Regions from separate parts of the Mus musculus genome. Here regions 1 and 3 are each linked to region 2. The links are chromatin contacts, called in public promoter capture Hi-C maps. All regions are on one chromosome and are shown on one strand. Each heading gives the region's core, a stretch centred on a gene start, on an enhancer-like site or on the middle of the called end of the contact. The rest is flanking DNA. Distances are from core to core; before and after follow the strand shown.

Region 1 (4,651 bases), core at 280-2,779, 340 kb after region 2:
TGGGATCTGGGCTCCAATGGACCAGCTGGGATGCTTTGGTCTGTCTTTACATTGGCTTTTCAGTCCTTACCTTCACGTGATAAAGCACCCTGGCAAAGGAAAACCGTTTTAAGGGAGAAAGGGTTTATTCAGCTCCCAGTCCTAGGCTGCAGTTCATCACTGCAGAGAAGGCAAGGCGACAAGCACTTGAAGCAGTGAGTCGTGTGCACCCAGTCGGGAATGAATGCATGTATGCTCTACTGGCTAGCTGGCTGTCTCCACTCTTACACAGTCCAGGATGCACTGTCTAGGGAATGGTGCCACTTATGGTGGACTGGGTCTTCCCACATCAATGAACACAGTCAAGGCAATCCTCTACAGACATAGTCACACAGGTCAACCTCATGTATACAGTTCCTCCCAGGTGATTCTAGATTGAATCAACTTGGCAGTTTAAAGTAACCACCTATTGCTCCCACACACAACTAGCCCACTCTCAGAGGATTACTGCAAACATCTGTTTGCTTCACTAAGTAGCTATTTCTAAACATGAGCACACTAACTTTTAAAAGTATATATTTGGACTGGAGGGATGACTCAGCAATTAGGAGCACTGACTGGTTTTTCAAAGGACCAGAGCTCAGTTCCCAGGATTCATAGTAGGTGGCTCACAAGAGCTCCATGGGGACCTGGCGCCATCTTCTGGCCTTTTCAGGCACCCACATGCACAGTACAAACAATGTTACACGCATTGATACATAATTAAAATAGTCAAAAGTATGAGTGAAATTTTATCATAAATTATTTTCCTTTCCTTTCTCCTTTTATGACTGTTGGAAATATATAAATGCAGTCATCCTTTGATATCCACAAAGGAGTGGGTCCAATGTCCACTAGAATACTTAAACCCCATGGATGCTCAAATCCTTTTTTACAAAATGTTGCGTTTGAACTAACCTGCCGCCATACTCTACATTCTTTAAATCATCTTATTATCCACAGTGCAGAATACACTATATATGATGTGTAAATGGCTGCTATAGAATGTATTTCGAGAATAATGGGAGGAGTCTTCATGTTTAACACAAGTACAATTTTTTCTTTTAATCTGTAACTGCTTAAATTCACACATGTGAAGCCCACAGCCTGAATTTGAGCATTTGGGGCGCTGAGAGTTGAAGTGACGCAAGAAGAAGTTAATGAGGGTGTGTCATGGGGAAAGAAACAGCCACACTAGTGTCTCTGGGAAGGACAGGAATAGGAGACAGACCTACTGAGGGAGAAACCATCTCCCTCCTGCCCGCTAAGCCACAGATCCCAGAACACTCCAGAGAAACACTTTTCAGTCCCTAATCTTTCTAGGGAGCTGCCTGCTTATCATTCTCTGTACAGCCTGCCCCCAAGAACATGTCTGATATTGGACAGGAGGGCTAGGGACCCTGAAGGTTTGGAGGTGGTGTGGTTACCTGGGTCACAGGAAGGACACACTGCCTAACAGGAGGGTCCTGACCCCCTTTCTTCTGTGCTTGGTCTCCAAGTACACCCCCCTTAACCTCACAGCGCTGGACTGGTCCCTGCTGAGCAAGAAGGAGTGCCTGAGCTACGGCGGGCGCCTGCTCGGGAGCTCCTGCCAGTTCGTCCCAGACCTGGCGCTCATGTCCTTCATCCTTTTCTTTGGGACTTACTCCATGACCTTGACTCTGAAGAAATTCAAGTTCAGCCGCTATTTTCCCACCAAGGTAAGTATCTCCTGCGGGCAGTCAGGATCTGCATCCAGAGTGTTTTGAGGTAGACTCAGCACAGTGAGATGGCTCTGCGGGCAGCCATGCTTGCTGCCAAGGCTGATGGTCTGAGTTATATCCCCAAGGCCCACATGATGAAAAGAGAGAGCCTGTTCCCACAATTTATTTGGTACCTGCGTGTGTGTGTGTGTGTGTGTGTGTGTGTGTGTGTGTGTGTGAGCGCACGCGTGCGCTAATTTTTGGTGGGGGGAAGGAACACTGCATCTTAGTCCCTCCAGGGGGCTCTGTTTTCTGAAAGAATGGACATCAAGAAAGCACTGGGCTGAAGGAGTTTTACAAATTAAAGAGCACAGACTTTGCCCAGCCCAGTGGCCCAGGCCTGTAATCCCAGCTCCATAGCGACTGAGGCAGAAGGATCACAAATTCAAAGTCATCCTGTTTTCGAAAGAAAACAAAGGGGCTACAAAGATGGCTCAACAGTTAAGAGTATTTGCTACTCTTCCAGAGTTTGGCTCCCAGCACCCACATTGGGTGATTCACAATGCTCTGCCAACTTGGGGAGGCATGATGCCCTCTAGTGGCCACGAGAGGCACCTGCACATGCATGACATTCATTTACACAGACATACATGCAAATAAAAGAAATAAATGTTTTAAGAATAAGATTAGGCTTAGAGCCTGCTTGTCCAGCATTGAGGAGACCCTGGGTTTAATCTCCAGTATGAAATCAAAGCAACAACAAACAATCCCACAAGCCAGACTTTGGAGGCAGAAAGGCCCAGGTTCCCTTGACAACACTCTTTTGACCTTTTGTTTCTAAGCGCCTTGAGTTTCTAATTCTTTTGTTCCCCTCGTCCTGTGTTGTTTCTTCTTCTTCTTCTTCTTCTTCTTCTTCTTCTTCTTCTTCTTCTTCTTCTTCTTCTTCTTCTTCTTCTTCTTCTTCTCCTTCTCCCTCTCCCTCTCCCTCTCCCTCTCCCTCTCCCTCTCCCTCTCCCTCTCCCTCTCCCTCTCCCTCTCCCTCTCCCTCTCCCTCTCCCTCTCCCTCTCCCTCTCCCTCTCCCTCTCCCTCTCCCTCTCCCTCTCCCTCTCCCTCTCCCTCTCCCTCTCCCTCTCCCTCTCCCTCTCCCTCTCCCTCTCCCTCTCCCTCTCCCTCTCCCTCTCCCTCTCCCTCTCCCTCTCCCTCTCCCTCTTCGTTTTTGTTTTGTTTTTCAAGACAGGATTTCTCTGTGTAGCCCTGGATGTCCTGGAACTCACTCTGTAGACCAGGCTAGCCTCGAACTCAGAAATCCGCCTGCCTCTGCCTCCCAAGTGCTGGGATTAAAGGTGGCTTCCATCCTGTGTTTATTGACCATATAGCCAAACTGGCTTTGTTCTTGAAAATGTTCTCTTTCAATTTATCACATGTTTTCTATTGAATTTGATTTCTGTGTGGCGTGTACTCTCTTTTTTGTGTGATTTATGTGTTGTAAATATCTGTTTCTGTTCTATTAAGTGGTCTTTCGATTTTTCTTTTAAAATTTGCTATTGCGTTTTATTTATTTTTGTGTGTGCGTAGGTGTACTGTGGTTTATGCATGACACCAGAGGTCAACTCTCTCCTTCCATGCTGTGGTACTGGGGATAGGATTCAGGTCTTCAGGCTTGGCTACTGAACCTTCTTGCCAGGCCCCTTTTAACTTTCCTTATTGTTTTTGAAATTCACTTGTTTTATTTCATGTATACAAATGTGTTGTCTGTATGTACATGTGCTCACCACATGCATGCAGTAGTGTCCAAAGAAGCCAGAAAAGGGTGTCAGATCATCTGGACCTGGAGTTACAGATGGCTGTGAGCCACTGTATAGGTAGGTGCTGGGGTCCATACCTTGCGAGAGCAGCCGGTGCTCTCAGCCGTCGAGCCTTCTCTCCAGCCTTGCCCACTCTTTGGCTTTTCCAGTGGAATCTGTTGATTACAAAATTCTCTGTTTTACTGTAGTAAAACACAGAATTTCCCATGCAAAAAAATACAGTAATCTCCCATGCCGCACTCTGAAAGCCTGCTGGTTTGCCTTTCCAGTTTGCTCTGCAATCCATTGTAAGCGATTCTGGTGTGCAATGGGAGATAATAGTCCTTTGTGGTTTTGTAGAAATAGCCATTGTCCTAGTTTGTTGTTGTTGTTTTTTAAAACCACTGTTTTCTCTACTGTCTTGCAAAGCATCTTTGCCGTGTCTCACACGTTCCCACATGACAGTGTTCCTTCTGGACTTTTTATCTTTCATTTCACTGGCTTTATTTATATGCCAGAGCTGCGGTCTTCAATTCTACACTTTCTGATAAGTATCTCGGTCTTACAGACCAAATTCTTTGTCTTTTTTCAGTAGCGTCATTGTTGCCTTCACATCTTTAGCTGAAGTTGAGTTTAATTTCACCAAAGTTAGGAACCAGTGAGATGGTTTAGCAGGTAAAGGTGCTTGCCACCAAGACAGGGTTCCATCCCTGGGACCCACGTGGTACAAGGAGAACCCTCTCCCACAAGCTGTCCTCCAACCTCCACACATGTGAACACACACACACACATGCACACTTTTCTTCCTTCCTTTCTGTCTGTCTGTCTGTCTGTCTGTCTTCCTTCCTTCCTTCCTTAGAAAAGGAAAGGGCTGTTGCTCTGTTGCATCTGAGGCTGCACAGATTAGCATTCATGAGGTTGGTGAATGCAGAGCTGAACACCAGGAAGTAGAGGTTCAAAGTGCTGGTCAGGAGTCAACCAAGTGGTACAGAATGCTCTGCTCCTGAAATGAAGCTGACGATGACGACATCTTCAAACCATCATGTCCACACGCGCACACCCTGGGTACACACCAAAGAAATCCCACACATGGACAAACATTGTCAGAAGAGCATTGATTCCAAGAGGAAAAAATTGAAAGTAACCAGTTTTGTTTGTTTGTTTGT
Region 2 (4,520 bases), core at 585-3,084:
CTCTCCCCCTCCTCCCTCCCCCCTCCCTCCCTCCCTCCCTCCCTCCCTCCCTCCCTCCCTTCCTTCCTTCCTTCCCATGCATTCCACCTAGACTCAGACTCAACTCATTTTCAGCATCCAAAACACTTAACTATTTAAAGTTCACAACAGCTTTTCATGAATTCCCCTTTGCTCCACCTCTGGCTTTGGAGAACCAAGTCGTTTGTGTTACCTACTCTGCTTTGCCTTGCCATCTGGGCCTCTCTGGATCCCTGGATATCAGCGAAGACTGGCATCTGTAACTCTCTTTGTAGGGTATGGGTTCAGCACAAACTGAAACCCCAGAGGTTCTGGTCTCAGCTTTGACTTCTGGACTCAGCATCCGTGTATGTCATTTGGCCTAAGCATAAGCTTTAAGTTTCTGTGACCCAGTTGTGAGTTGTGGCGTCATTTGTACCCACTGAGAAGAAAACAAGCCCCGTGCCACACTCATGTCCAGATCAGCAAAAAGTATTTAAACTGTGAGCACCATTTATGCTTTTTCCATGTCTTCATAAAGAACCTAAACCCTATCTTGTTTTATTAAATATATAATTTTTATGTTTCTTTAAACATAATGTGTGTGTGTATGTATGTATGTATGTATGTATGTATGTATGTATATTAGTGTCTGTATATATGCACTATAAGTAACCACAGAATCCTGTTCCCTCGGAGCTGGAATTGCAGGTGGTTGTAAGCCACTGACATGGGTGCTGGGAACAGAACTCAGATCTCCTGGGAAAGCCGCCAAATGCTCTTAACAACAGAGCCATCTCTCCAGCCCCTCCTTTGTTTTGTGTGAAGAACTTTGAATGGGCTCATTGAAGTGTTTTCTAGCACTCAAAGTAGGGAATGGGCAGGGGGAGCAGCGGACATTCGGGGAATTAAAGTTAAAGTGAATTGATAGCGGAGGATGGATGTCAGCCATAAGGAAAGTGGGCAGGAGGGATACAGGTCTGGATGAGGGTGGGAGGGCATTTAAAAGGATGACGTGGGGGTGGGGGGAATGAAGCTAAAAGGGCGGAAATTCTGGGCTAGGGATGACCCATTAGAATGAAAGAGCAAGAAGACAGGGAATAGCAGGAGCTTGGAAATGAAGTGATGGGTGTGGGTGTATGTGTGGGCAACAGGGATAAAGGACTGAAATGGACAACCTTGGGCAAACCCCAGGCCCTCCATGGGCCTCAGTATCCAGGTCTACAGGGTAAAGGACTGCACCCTAATGAAAAGAGGGGCTTCGGGAGCACCCTGGTTGTGTCTTGGGAGCTGAGGTGCAGGGCCAGGTTGGGGGTGGGATAGGTGGGATGGAGTAAGGTGGGGTGGGATGAGATGAGATAGAAAGATGCAGGGTAGAAGTCTCAGCTTTGGTCCCACAGGGGTGTGCACCGTGCAGAGGGGCCTTAGATGGCTGTCACTGGAGTTAGCAGGGCAGGTGGGTGTGGGCACCTGCTGGCAAGGGCAGGGTACCGTGCGAAGGGCTGAGGACAAGGGTTCCTGCATCTTACCGGAGATGGGCAGCGAGGTTCTGGGCACCGAGCGGGGGACGCGGCCGCACACCGGGGCGCTCAGCATCGCCAGCAGCAGCAGCAGCAGCGACGACGGCGGCGGGAAGAGAGAGACCGGAGGCGGCCGGGGGCCCGGGCGGGGCCGCTCGGCCCTGGCCAGCATCTCTGGCTCCGCCTGGTGCCGGGTGGGGCGCGTCGGGCAGCCTCTACTCAGTACCGCTACTGCGCGGGCCTCGGCCCCTCTCGGGTACCCTCGGCCGAGCTCGGCCTGCAGCGGTGAGATGAAACACAACCCGACTCCTCCCACTCACAAAGGAACCAATGGAGGACCGGTTTCTTCCTATAACCAATGAAAATTGAGTGGAGGAGGGACGAGGAAGAGAGGCCCTACCCAGGTGTAGGCGGAGCTAGGACAGGTGTAGGTGTGGGTTTCTTCCTCAGAAGGATGGAAACGTTCCTAGGTCTGGAGTCACCAGTGAATTTGTAGCAGTTGCTCCAAATCCCCAAATATCCATATCTGTGCTACTAAGAGCACCAGATTTTTCAGATTTTTATTTATTTTTTTTGTTCCTGTAAGATGGCTCAGTGAGTATAAGGGGCCAGCTGCTAAACTTGAAGTCTGAGTTGGATTTAACCACTGCCCCCACCCCGGGACCCAACAACATGGAAAGCAGAGAATCCACTTGCTCAGATGGTCCTCTGACTTCCACATGCACGCCATGGTACTAATGGCCTCCAACACACATACACACAATAAATAAATTAAAATGCAAATATACTTATGAATATATTAGTTACTTTTCTCATTGCTAAGGTCCAACTTAAGGAAGGGTTTATTTTGGTTCACAGTTGGAAGATATAGTCTGCCATGATGGAAAAGCAGGGTGGCAAAAAACTGAAAAGTCTGGTCACATTGCATCTGCAATAGGAAGAAGAGAGCTTAGCCCAGAGTATGGTGCCATCCATAGTCAGGGTGGGTCTTCCCACCTCAACAAAATCGAGAGACTCCCTCACAGTAGCTCGTCCAGTTTTGTCTCTGGGTGGTTCTAGACTCTATCAAGTAGACATTGTTAACGGTCCCACTTTGAATCATTGGGCTGGAGAGATAGTCCAGGGGTTAAGAGCACTGACTCCTCTTCCAGAGGTTCTGAGTTCAATTCCCAGCAACTACATGGTGGCTCACAATCATCTGTAATGGGATCTGATGCCCTTTTCTGGTGTGTCTGAAGAGAACAATAGTGAATACATTAAAAAAAAAAGTAAAATAAATAAAATAAAAGAACTAAGGAGACTGGGAAGTGTGCTGGCCAGAGTCAGGAATGACCACTGTGTATTTGAGAGGAGACTCCACAGAAATACACCCAATGCAGTAGACCTGGAGTGGTGCCTTGGCCCTGTTCTTCACGTAAAACTACCTCATTTCTAGGCAGCCTTTAAGGAGTCAAGTGCCCAGGTTTTCTACAGAAGCTGTGGTTTAGGGCAGGACTCTGACATGTGAAGTAACTTCCTCCTGTCTCAGAGGGAACTTGCGCTTACCAGGTGTTTCACTTATGATTCCGTATCATCTCCTTGCCATCCTGGGAGGGAGACCTGAAACAGAAGTTAACATCCCCAGTGGTGTGCTATTGGGAACTGTATTGGGATTTGCTGTCTCAGATGCAGGGTTGACAGACTTCCTACAAACAGGCAGTTTTTAGCTTTTTAAAACTCCTACCCACTTAGGTATGTCAACAAGCCCTTTACCAACCCTCACTTTCATATTGAGAAAGAGAATTTAGTGGTAATGACCAAAAAAAAGGGGGGGGGAATGAACAGTATAGGTTGTAGTATGAGCTTATGTATGCAATCTGTATGTTACCATATAGCACATTTAAATTTACCATCTTATTATATTTAACTTGATACAGTGTTGTGAATTATTTTAATAGCATACAATTATAAATGGATTTAACTATAACCTGCTTTGTTGATAAAGCTATGAAGAACTCCTACTTAAAGATTCCTGCTTAAACCATAATAAACATATATTATGGTGTAGCTAAGAGAGAACTTGGCGGCTTTGAGCGATAGCTCCGTGGTTAAGAGAACTTGCTCCTCTTCTAAAGTAGCTGAGTTTGGTTCCCAGCACCCATGTCAAAGCAACTCCTAACTGCCTGTAACTCCAGCACTAAGAGACTCAACACTGCCTTCCAGCCTCTGCCCCCACCTACACATGTCATTCACTCACACATACACAGAGAAAACTTTTTAAAGAGAAAGAGAGAGATCTTGGGTTTCAAATAATATGGATGTGAGTAAACATCTATCAACTTACTAAGGACTAACTAGATACTTCACAACAAAATTATGATAATTATCTAGTAAACAATGACTATTAGGAATTTGTAAAAGTTAGATAATTATTATGGTGATTTGAATGAGAAATGCTCTCCATAGGCTCAGGTATTTGAACACTTGGTCCCCAGTTGGTGGCACCATTTAGAGAGGTTATTGAAACTGTAGAAGGTGCTGCCTTGCTGGAGGAAGTATGTCACTGGAGTTGGGCTTTGGGAGTTTATAGCCTCACTCAACTTTGTCCTATCTGCTTCCTGGGTATACTTGAAGATGTAATTTCTCAGCTTCCTGATCCAATCACCTGCTACCATGCCTCCCCACCATTATACACTCTCCCTCTGGAAACATAAGCCAGAATAAACTCTTCCATAAGTCACTGTTGGTTGTGGTCTTTTATCACAGTAACTGGTAGAATCATAAATCATGAATAACGGGCTGGTGAGATGACTCAGTGGGTAAGAGCACCCGACCGCTCTTCTGAAGGTCCAGAGTTCAAATCCCAGCAACCACATGGTGGCTCACAACCATCCGCAACAAGATCTGACTCCCTCTTCTGGAGTGTCTGAGGACAGCTACAGTGTACTTACATATATTAATAAAATAAATCTTTAAAAATAAATAAATAAATAAATCATGAATAACAACTGAAGACAAAGACTA
Region 3 (4,547 bases), core at 1,566-4,065, 300 kb after region 2:
TGCAGAGCCGAGGGAGAGGGGAAACAAGAAAGGCTCCGTCAGAGGCCGAAGTTACTGACTTTCAGGTGGCGCTAACTGCTCCCCAAAGCATTCCTAGGGTTCTGAAGCCCTTGCTCCTCGCTGGGGGTGGGGCTGGGGGTGGAGCAAGCTCGCTGGGGGTGGGGCTGGGGTGGGGCAAGCAGTCTTCACCTGTGCACTTCCATTAAACAAACAACCAACACCAAAAAAACCTAAAGCCACTCTGTGTCCTTCCAAATTTCCCCTCCAAGGCCAGGCCCAGTCTGTTCCTCCTCCTTTTCCTCCTTCTCTCCCTCCTCCTCTCCCTCCTCCTCTCCTTCCTACTCTTCCTCCTTTCCTCTTCTTCCTCCCTTCCCCTCCTCTTGTGTTCTCTCTTTCCTCTCCTCTTTTTTTTCCTCCTCACATTATTCCTTCCCTCCTCTTCCTTTCCTTCTGCTTCTTTCCTTTCCTTTCCTTTCCTTTCCTTTCCTTTCCTTTCCTTTCCTTTCCTTTCCTTTCCTTTCCTTTCTTTCCCTTTCCCTTTCCCTTTCCCTTTCTCTCTCTCTCTTTCTTTTCTTTTTTTTGTAAAACAGGTTCTTCTGTAGCCCAGGCTAGCCCGGAACTCACTTTACAGTTGAGGTTAACCTTGTGTTCCTGAGCCTCCTGCTTCTATCTCCCAAGTGCCGGAACTGCAGATGTGTGCCACTGCCCCTAGTTTGTCTGAGTCTGTTTCAACAATTGGGCCCACAGTATGCACCTCTTCCACTACAGACCAAAGGGGCCATTACTTGTGGCATTTCTCATGAGGAGGGCTAGCTTGTAACATACTAAGTGTACATGGGGCCACAGCACCTTAGGGAAGTCCCTGATGCAGTGGTCCAACATGTGGTAAGATAAACCTTGAGTGGGCAGGAAGGAGGGGCTGTGATAGGGAAGGGCCCCAGCAGAAGTGGCCGGGGCAGGGTCAGACAGTGAAAAGGACGAGGTCCCTGGGATGTTCAGGGTGGGAGCAGGCTGGTGATAGGAAGCTGGTCATAGCCACAAGCGCAATGGTAGGAATATCACTTGAGGGGCCGGTGAGTGCTTGTCACATTGCTAGGATTATTCCAGTTACTCTCCACCAGAATTCAGAGAAGTGGATGCCATCATTTCTACTTAGTTAGCAGGGAAACTGAGTCTCACAGAGGTTACTGCATTGCCAATACAATTACTGCTAATAATTTGCAGCATCAAGAGATGAACCCAGCTCTGGCCTCTCTACAATGTTAACGGTCTCTCCAGTTTCTTTTGAAATCTTTCTTTTTCTTTCTTTCTTTCTTTTTTTTTTTTTTTTTTTTTTTGTTTTGTTTTGTTTTTTTTTTTTTGAGACAGGGTTTCTCTGTGTAGTCCTGGCTGTCCTGGAGCTCGCTCTGTACACCAGGCTGGCCTCAAACTCAGAAATCTGCCTGCCTCTGCCTCCCAAGTGCTGGGATTAAAGGCGTGCGCTTTGAAATCTTTCTTTGGGTGTGGAGGTAGACCCTGCCTCTGACTTAGTGTGTCCTGTAGAGGGTGCTTCAGTAGGACTTAGTAGGACTCAGTAGGACCACACTCACAGTGGAGTGTAATCTATGAGGCCAGGACCCTCAGTGGGGACACTCCTGGGATGTCCACTGCTGGGGACTCTGTGATGGTAACTTTGCTTGGAGCTCCCCATGAACCTGATCATATTTCTGTTTCTTTACATGGGCAGAGTGGGAGCCAGGCATGGTGGTGCACACTTGTAATCCCTGAACTAGGAGTGTGATGCAGGAGGATGTCTCAGATTGGAGCTAGTTTTAGCTCAGTGAGTAGAGGGCTGGCCCAGCATAACAGAGGCCCCATTCAAGCCCCAGTGCTCTCTGATGATGTTGCGACAGCACCAGCACCCTGGCCTGTAATCTCAGACGCACCAGACTTCATCCTGTGTCTCAGACCCTGGAGGCCCATCTGGGCTGCACTTAACCCCCATCTCAAACAGACCCTGCTTGATCGTCTAACCTCAAGTATGACAATGTGGTCAGGGACCCGGGCATGGGACAGTATGTAGCCAGCTCTCCCCAGACAACTCACCTGCACCAGGGCTTTCTGAGGTGTCCACCAACTCCCCATTTTTATCTGTGAACTGAAGGTTTGCACTTCATCATCATCAAGCCCCCTCCCAATTCTAAGACTTCGGAACCGAGTTTGTAGTGCTGCCTCTGAGCCTCTGTGACCTCCGTTCAACCTTGCACATGGTAAGCACTTGTTGAGCCAAACCCCAGATTAGACATTTCTCAGAGAGCAAAGTAATTCCCCCATGGGGTTCATACATGCCCCCGAAGTGACCAGTTCCTGCTGTCCATGGGCTCCCAGAAAACATCCACTCAGTGACAACGCTTGTCATTTTGTCGTAGAAGTGGGTACAAACAGCAAATCCAGGAATTGGTTTAAAGTTGTGAAGAGAGCTAATCCAGCCCCATGCAACATTTTAAAGCCCACAGCAAGCACCACCCCCACCCCCCCAACAACAACAACCCAACCTCCACGCCCAACTCCCAGCGGTTGGTGAGGCTGTCCTGGCCAGGGCACCAGGCCTGCCAGGCTATTACAGACTGCTCACCTGCCACCAAAATCTCAAGATCTTAACGAGGCCCTAGGGGGGTTGTGTACAAATGCTACCTCCCAGCCCCAGCCTTTATAAGGAGCCTGAGAGGTGCCCTGCTCTACTGGAGCCTCCAGGTCTGTCCGGAAGGGCTCTAGGGGAGGGGGAGGGGCCCGCGGGGAGCGGGCGGGGGAGGGGCAGCTCTAGGTGTTCTCACACAGTCCTCAGCTGCCACCACCCTGCTGCTGAGGAGCACACAGGTCCCTGTTTGAGCTTCAGCGCTAAGCCTCCTCTCTCCATCATACCTCAGATTCCCCCGCCCCCTTTCTTTCTCATTTGCTGGTTTCTCCCAGGATTTCCACGAAATCACTCACACCCATCGCTATTTCTCTCGAGCCCCAATCCCCCACCTTCCCTCTCGTCCTTCTCCTGCCCTCCTCCTCCATGCCTCCCTTGCTGCTTAACTAGAAACAAAAGTGAGTTTGTTTTGTGGGGAAGAGGATACTGGAGGAGACCCACAGCCAGGGTAGCAGCCACAGAAGCAGGCTGGGGCCAGAGGCAGCACCAACCTCCGGAGACTCCAGCGCTCAGCTGTTCCAGGGAGCAGGTACTGCCCAGACAGGCTGGTGCTCGCTCGGATAGACCCCTACTCTGCCTGTGCTTTCTAATCTGCTATCTCTTAAGGATCTGTCCATTTATTTGCCTTCTCCTGGCCTTGAAGGATGTGGAAGATTGCAGATATACAAAATAGGGGACAGAGGTCTAAAGGATGGTATGGTCCTTGTTTTCAGAGAACTGTATGTGTGATTCTGATGTGACTGGGCTTGGGCACAGCAGAGCCAAGGATGCACTAGGCTAGGTCCAGATTGCTGGCGATGGTTTGAACCATATCACCAAACCCAAGCTTTAGGTAATGAAGAGCCACCCAAGGCTTTTCAGCTGGAAATCCACGAGAGCAAATCTACACTTGAGTTGCTATCGGGCTAGGGATGCAGCCCAGTGGTGGATTGCTTGCTAAGTGCAAACAGGTCCTGGGTCCCGTTCCCAGCAAGGCAAATCCAAAACTGAGCAGTAGCTAATAGACTGATCCCATAGGGAATTGGTTTGTTTCTTCAGAATCAAAGAGCCATAGTCATCTCCCAATTTGAAGGGAGAAAAGAGAAAACAATGAGGTTTTTGTTTGTTTGTTCTGTTTTAGGATGGTTGGTTATATATTTGTATATTTATTTATTTAGGAGATAGGATCTCTCTTTGTAGCCCTGGCTTTCTGGAAACTCACAATGTAGACCAAGCTGGCTTCAACCTCAAAGAGATCCCTTTGCATCTGCCTCCCAGGAGCTAGGATTAAAGGTGTATTGCCATAAAGGCACTATGCCTACACAAATTACCTTTTTTTAAAAAGAAATTTCCTTAAACTCAATAAGCCAGTGAAATAAGTTTAAAACAATAGAAACATTTCAAACTCAGATACATCTAGATCAGTGACGTTCATTGCGGGTCTATAACCACAGAAGTTACTAGCACTTTTTTCTGCTAAGAAAATCGTTTCTACCCTGTGTGGACAGGGTCCCCCTCAAAGAACGCTATGATTCTGGAAGTCCACTGCACAAGCTTGCTAGGAATATTTAAAGAGCGAACTCGGCTGCTGCCAGGCCATGGATGGGGTACCCAGAGGTGATGAGGCTGGGGAGGCAGCAGGGGCTGTTGGACGAGGTGCTGAGGACGGTGAGTGGAGGAAGGATCGGCCCCAAGGGTGGTGGGCAGCAGGGTACAGGCTAGCAGAGAGGAATCTAGTGGACTTCACACCTGCATGCCTTTATTTCCTCTCGGAAGTGGGCTAGAAGCCTAAGAAGTTTACTGAGAGGGACTAATGGTTGGGGCTGGCTCTGAGGGACACAGGAAGGGTGCAGACAAGGCCAAGCGGAAGGTTCCACGGCCAGAGGTTTTCTTC

The links. Promoter capture Hi-C pulls out the DNA fragments that hold promoters and counts their contacts. Capture Hi-C pulls out chosen DNA fragments and counts their contacts.
Region 1: a contact with region 2 is called in a promoter capture Hi-C map of stem cell-derived epiblast-like cells, with 3 times the contacts expected there. The contact joins the enhancer-like site here to the promoter of Sema4f in region 2. A contact is called at or near these places in 8 of 39 promoter capture datasets (the C10 cell line, the HPC-7 cell line, HPC-7-derived erythroid cells and 5 more), 4 of 484 Hi-C or Micro-C datasets (the G1E-ER4 cell line, embryonic stem cells, large pre-B cells and 1 more), 4 of 115 datasets of contacts at active chromatin or transcription factors (bone marrow-derived macrophages, embryonic stem cells, memory CD8 T cells and 1 more) and 3 of 9 other capture datasets (embryonic stem cells, liver and macrophages).
Region 3: a contact with region 2 is called in a promoter capture Hi-C map of adipose tissue. The contact joins the promoter of Slc4a5 here to the promoter of Sema4f in region 2. A contact is called at or near these places in 4 of 39 promoter capture datasets (the C10 cell line, hematopoietic stem and progenitor cells and pre-B cells), 1 of 484 Hi-C or Micro-C datasets (the HPC-7 cell line), 1 of 115 datasets of contacts at active chromatin or transcription factors (pancreatic cancer cells) and 2 of 9 other capture datasets (adipose tissue and macrophages).

Annotation. Positions count from the first base shown.
Region 1 is chr6:83,278,447-83,283,097 of GRCm38.p6, forward strand. It overlaps Slc4a5 (solute carrier family 4, sodium bicarbonate cotransporter, member 5), which reads left to right. Exons shown (of 25, transcript NM_001166067.1): 15 at 1,518-1,718. Among named protein-coding and RNA genes, the nearest start is that of Mthfd2, 37 kb to the right of the region's middle. Within about 2 kb of position 1,530, at least 11 of the 459 cell types and tissues checked have an H3K27ac peak or open chromatin away from gene starts, as enhancers often do. A contact at or near this core is called in embryonic stem cells and stem cell-derived epiblast-like cells, where this site is marked.
Region 2 is chr6:82,937,935-82,942,454 of GRCm38.p6, forward strand. It overlaps Sema4f (sema domain, immunoglobulin domain (Ig), TM domain, and short cytoplasmic domain), which reads right to left and starts at 1,835. Exons shown (of 14, transcript NM_011350.4): 1 at 1,527-1,835. The coding sequence starts at 1,689.
Region 3 is chr6:83,234,560-83,239,106 of GRCm38.p6, forward strand. It overlaps Slc4a5 (solute carrier family 4, sodium bicarbonate cotransporter, member 5), which reads left to right and starts at 2,816. Exons shown (of 25, transcript NM_001166067.1): 1 at 2,816-3,203.